Linked DNA regions of Mus musculus: region 1 is linked to region 2. The links are chromatin contacts, called in public Hi-C maps. All regions are on one chromosome and are shown on one strand. The core of a region is the stretch at or near the end of the contact, and the rest is flanking DNA. Distances in the headings are between cores, read along the strand shown.

Evidence for each region. A called contact is a pair of places that touch in the nucleus more often than the background predicts.
Region 1: a contact with region 2 is called in a Hi-C map of uterus, with 6 times the contacts expected there. The contact joins two enhancer-like sites. A contact is called at or near these places in 3 of 39 promoter capture datasets (liver and second pharyngeal arch cranial neural crest), 5 of 484 Hi-C or Micro-C datasets (cerebellum, embryonic stem cells, nephron progenitors and 2 more) and 1 of 115 datasets of contacts at active chromatin or transcription factors (embryonic stem cells).

The regions. Positions count from the first base shown.
Region 1 is chr11:95,764,105-95,766,804 of GRCm38.p6, reverse strand. It overlaps Zfp652 (zinc finger protein 652), which reads right to left. Exons shown (of 5, transcript NM_201609.2): 5 at 2,090-2,700. Among named protein-coding and RNA genes, the nearest start is that of Gm38957, 11 kb to the left of the region's middle. Within about 2 kb of position 1,349, at least 9 of the 459 cell types and tissues checked have an H3K27ac peak or open chromatin away from gene starts, as enhancers often do. A contact at or near this core is called in uterus, where this site is marked.
Region 2 is chr11:95,368,871-95,371,570 of GRCm38.p6, reverse strand. Fam117a (family with sequence similarity 117, member A) reads right to left here. Exons shown (of 8, transcript NM_172543.4): 3 at 38-133. Among named protein-coding and RNA genes, the nearest start is that of Slc35b1, 15 kb to the left of the region's middle. Within about 2 kb of position 1,375, at least 48 of the 459 cell types and tissues checked have an H3K27ac peak or open chromatin away from gene starts, as enhancers often do. A contact at or near this core is called in uterus, where this site is marked.

The DNA of each region.
Region 1 (2,700 bases), core at 100-2,599, 400 kb before region 2:
ACAGGTAACAAGAATGTAACAGGTACTGTAGAACTCCTGGGGCGCTGCAGCACATGTGGGCCAGCACAGCACACACTGCAGCTCTTCCCCAAGTACACTGTCAACCCTGAGTCTGAGTCTTCAGCACGTGACAGCTGAGGTACCTGCATGTTTAAGGCGTGACCCTGTGGTTTCTGACTCCGAAGCATTTCTGTATAGATCTCATTATACATATGCCCATTAGTCGTACACTTTTGAGAGCCATTTTTTAGAGCAGGCTTCTCAAGTCAGGGAAGATAAACTTCTCTAGAAAAAAAAAATATATTGCCATTTCTACACTGTTTCACATTTGAGTAAGAATGACAGAGTGTGGTAGGCCTAAGTCACTATTTTAAATTCTTTTTTCTGCTTCTGTTAAGGATAGTGATGCTTACTGACTCGCTATTGGGTTTCCTATGTAGAGGACAGTTTCTTATGGCTATAGTCATTTGAATAAAGTCAGAACTGACAACCTGAATTTTTCAATGAATATTCATAGTATAACCATCAAATGGTTGTAATTCAACAGCCTCAAGACTAGAATTCAGAATGTCTGCCTCATATTGTAAAAGCATTTAGTATAAAATAAGGTATAACCAATTATTAACTTAGCTACAAATTATACCTTTTTTGATAAAAATACTTGAATATTATAGGTTTAGCCGTGAGATATGGATCTGTCTACATGGAAGGTGGATTTGCAGACTTCCCATAAGCTGCAGAGGAGACTGTGGAGGTAAATGGGGTAGGGGTGACTTCTAAGTCACGACATTCAGAAAAGGAACCTGCTTCCTTGTTTGCCTCGGGTTTGTGAGGGCTGCAAGAATGCATGCAAATATTACAAATACCATTCATTAAAATTCATAGCTAGAAGCTGGAGGGAAAGTGTGTCCTGAGAGACTTTCCTGACTCCACACACAATGTTTCCTATGTTTACAGAAGACAAGGGCAAAACTGGAGAAAAATCTAGAAATAGTAAACCAAAAAAACTAATTTAGAGTATGATACTTTAAAAGCAGGAACCTAACCTCAGTCCAGAGTCCGTGTGTCCCCACTGCAGAGTTAAGTAGCCAGGAAAAAGTGCACAACGCATAACTGCACATTTAATATCAAAGATAAATAAATAACAGCTAAGGGTCTGATTTAAGAGCCTGAGGATAGAGAGACGAGGAGGAGAGAGGTGGGAGGCAGAGGCCATTCTTGGAACTCAGCCTCTGAGAAGAGCAGCACAGAATGCGTAGGAGCTGTGCCGTGCACACCTGTCAGCTGACTGAAACCACCATGTTAGCCCTTCTCTCTGGCCTTCCGTATATCCACTCCAGGGTGACCACGCTCTGTTTAAGTTCCCCAAATGTTGACCGAGTAAGCTGCCGCTCGAGAGACAAGGGCACTGTTCCTTCCTCACCTAAGATGCTGCGGTCTCCCTCCTCTGGAGAGGGCAGGCAACAGTATTGGGGGTTTCCTCTCACTACATTTTTAATGGCAGATACCAGTCAGTGTGGACATCCACGTTTTAGAGACTGCAGGCATCTTAAAACTTAAAAGTCAACTTGCCTTCCCATCCACATTTCTTGGTCACTACCAGCAATTACGTTTGTGATTTCAGTTCACCCTATTAGCTTCTTCTAACACTCTTGGAAAACACAGGAGCCTCAAAGTAAGAGATTCCAATCCATCTTCCCCTAACAGCTGCGCACAACACAGTTTCTAAGAAAGTGAGAAACAGACGTGATCCAAGGAAACGACCTCCGTCACTTTCTCCCGAGGGCATTCACAAATGTCATTCACATTTGCAAGCCCCGCTAACTCTGAGTGACCCCATTCCCTCACACCACCCCACTGAATCCATAGAGTACTCAAAGGGACACCAACACTGGCTGTGTCAGTGAGCCCAATGGACTGAATGCCCAGCAGAGACATCCAATTCATTGACTAACTTTGTACTGAACCTTGCTTTTGTACCTGGTCTGGTGACCCGCTCAGATACATCCAGTCACAGAAGCACCTTTGAGTTGTATGGATGTAAGAATAGTTGAGATAGAAGTTATTATATGCATCTTTGAGAATCACATTTTGATGATTATAAAAATTTATCTATTTTACAACATGGGTTTAGCTACACTGAAAAAATTACACAGCTTATTGAAATACATCTCATTTTAGAAACAGACTACTAAAGTCTATACAAAAACTCTAAAATAATTTCTGTAGTAAAATAAAGAGTGTGTTAAAAGAGCTACACAAAGAAGAAAATTCCCATCTTCTCTATAATGCTTGATATTGTGTGAAACGCAGCCAGCTCGACTCTGCAGCCAGCACCAAAAGCTGAACCGAATTCATTGCAGTACACAGTGATATAGTTAATGCTCTGGACTAACCTCACAGCCTTCCCGATCAGTATAAAGGAAACAGGCCCACCCCTCTCTGAGGAGAAGACCGAGATATAAAAGCAAGCATACCTCATCCGCTGATATGAAATTATAAAATCCCACAGTCACAGTATCTGAAATTTATAAAAGTCATCAGAAAATGCAAGCAAATTGGGCTTTAGTTCGGTGGTTCCCCTGGTTTCAAGGGCAGTCGTCGTCTTCACTCCGTCAGGCCAGTCTGAGGGCTCACCAGGACAACGGTGAAGGCCCTGAAGGAGGCCGTGGAGTCAGGCAGACCCCAGAGAAGTACGGC
Region 2 (2,700 bases), core at 126-2,625:
TACCAGGAGATGGACGGTGTAGGGAGAAGGCATTTACCTCTTTTCGGTGGTCTGTGCTGCCCCACGATGCTGACCGCTTGTGCATGCAGAAGCTGGCCCGCTCACCTTCTGGTTCTTGCCAGGACAGGGGTGTCTGTAGAAAGACATACAGTAAGTAAGATAGACAGCTCCACTGGCAGGAAACAGCTGGTCAGTTTCCTGAATAGAGGTGGTGGCCTGTACAGCCTCCTCACATCTGTTCATCAACCTCATGGACACACCCAGCCCACTTTATCCTTTCGGGCAAGAGAAGCATGTGTGTGGCCTCATCCCGATCTTTACTCTCCAGGAAACTGTCCCCAAGGCCCAACAGTGCTGCCTCCTCTCTCTTTTATTATTTATTTATTTATTTATTTTGGTTTTTCGAGACAGGGTTTCTCTGTATAGCTCTGGCTGTCCTGGAACTCACTTTGTAGACCAGGCTGGCCTCGAACTCAGAAATCTGCCTGCCTCTGCCTCCCAAGTGCTGGGATTAAAGGCATGCACCACCACGCCCGGCTCTTTTATTTTTTTTATTGAATGTTTGGTACTGGGGATGGAACCCAGGGCCTTGAAAATGCTAGGCAAGTGTTCTATGACTGAGCTACATCAGCCCTTCCTTATCCCTTTTTCAAACCTATGTTATAGTCAGTCTGGATACACTCCCATGGTGAGGCCAAGTGCTGTCCCTCTCCCAGGAAGTTTCAAAGAGTCCTGTATCTTTTATTCTCTCCCCATGAATCCAGGTAAGGCCAGGTGCCTGGGAACCCGGGGAAAACAAGTGATCATACAGGATCCCAAAGAGGAAACAGGAGAAAGGTCTCCATGGGTGCCTCAGGATGAAGCAGGTGGCAACTGTTTAATGCCATGATGCAAGCTTGTGTCATCACATAGGCAGAGTGTCAGGGATGCCAAAGTCCTCCAGCACAGGCAGGGGAAGACCGTTTCAGAATTCTGAATCCAGCACTGATTCTTGGTCTGTTCATGCCTCGTGCCTCCTCCCCGTGGTCCTTCTTTGTTCCTTGTGGGGAAGAACATTCCATGTGCTCCCTTCCCTCTGCTGCACGAAGACAGGGGACCCAAGATGGTAGTGGAGGAGCCTCCACTAAAAGAGGAAGTTACTGGCTCCAAGCATGAAGCTCAAGAGGCGCAGAGCCTTCCCCATCACCAACATCCTATTTCCATTCCAAGGGAGTGGCGAAGGGGAGTGCTCTAGTGGGACCAGCTCCTCTCTGACTACTATGCACAAGCTGCCAAAAACACAGGGCCTGGGAACCGGCTCCTCTAAGAGATCTGCTGACCTCCCCCGAGAGGCTGCTGTACACAGAGAGAGGGGGAGGATCAGGGGAAAACAAGACTCCTCACCACCCAACAGCTGCTAAGAGGAGCTCGCAGGGCAAGTCTGAGCCAGGATTGTGAGAACAGACTGCCTGGTGCGACAGCTGCACGTGGAGAAGCCGCTGCAGACTGAGCTTCTGGCCCTTCCTGTCTGCAGCTGCCCGCAAGCAGGACCTTTCCCAGGCCGTGGACCACAGCCAGGGTGAGACCACTGGCAGCCCCAGGGAGTGCATCCTCAGGTCCATTCCCAGCCTTCTTCCTTTATGAAAAGAGCAGCCAGGAATGCAGCCATGTACCCCAAAGCCCTCAGGTGACACTGGCTCTCACAGTCTCTAGAAACCAAGTAGCTGATCTCCTTCCAAATGCCTGGCTCTCTAACTCAGTCTATCAGACCTCAGAAGAGCTACACCAGCTGACAGGGAGAACATAGCCTATCTCCCCATCAGCTACTAGGACTCTGCAGTAACACGCATGTCCTCCTCTGCTCATGTGCCTAGACCAAGCTTGCAGATCACCAGTGCTGCCAGTAGAGTTGAGTCCTACACATCTCTGTCACCTCTGGAAAAGGAGCAAAGACCACAGAGGAGAGATGGCAAAACCTAAGAGGATGATGTTCCCTCCTCACCACTGAAGATACCGGGCTCACAAGTGGGTGGTGAAAGACAAGAAGGATGCTGGGTCAGGTTGCAACTGGCTACTAACACCTCTACATGTGTCTCAGCTACCTCCTCCTAGGAGCTGTGAAGGAGTACAGGGAGATGTAGACTGGTACAGGAGTGGAAGAAAGATGAGGAAACCATAGGAGTTGGTATCATCTCCTTTCCTAATCCATTTCCGACCTCTCCTGAGCAACATCTTCCTACAAACTACTGCGTACTCTCTGTACATGTGATGCTGACGCCATCACTTTATCTCAGCATCCACCACCTGCCCATGGAAATCATCACCCCATCCCTCAACCCAGACAAACTCATCTCTCTCCCTTCTACGATGGGCGAGCCTTACTGCCAATCCCTGCCTTGCCAGAGTGTTCTTGTGAGAGAGAGGCTGAAGGAGCCGGTGCATACAGAGGATAAAGCCATGTGACCACTAAAGCAGAGGCTAGAGCAAGGTGCTATGAGCTAAGAGAAGCCAACCACTACTGAAAGCTGTTTACAGGCTGGTGTGAGTACTGTCAAGCCGGGCAGGTACAAAGGTCCAGCTTTCTGCCTTTCTAGCTGCAGTGGATATGTCAAGTGGGGGAAATGTACCCCAGATTGCTCAGGATCCTCCTTTCTGAGCCTCACTACAAAGGCCTTGGTCATGGTCTCCTTGGGGAACAGTAAAGTCACAGCTAAGATCTAC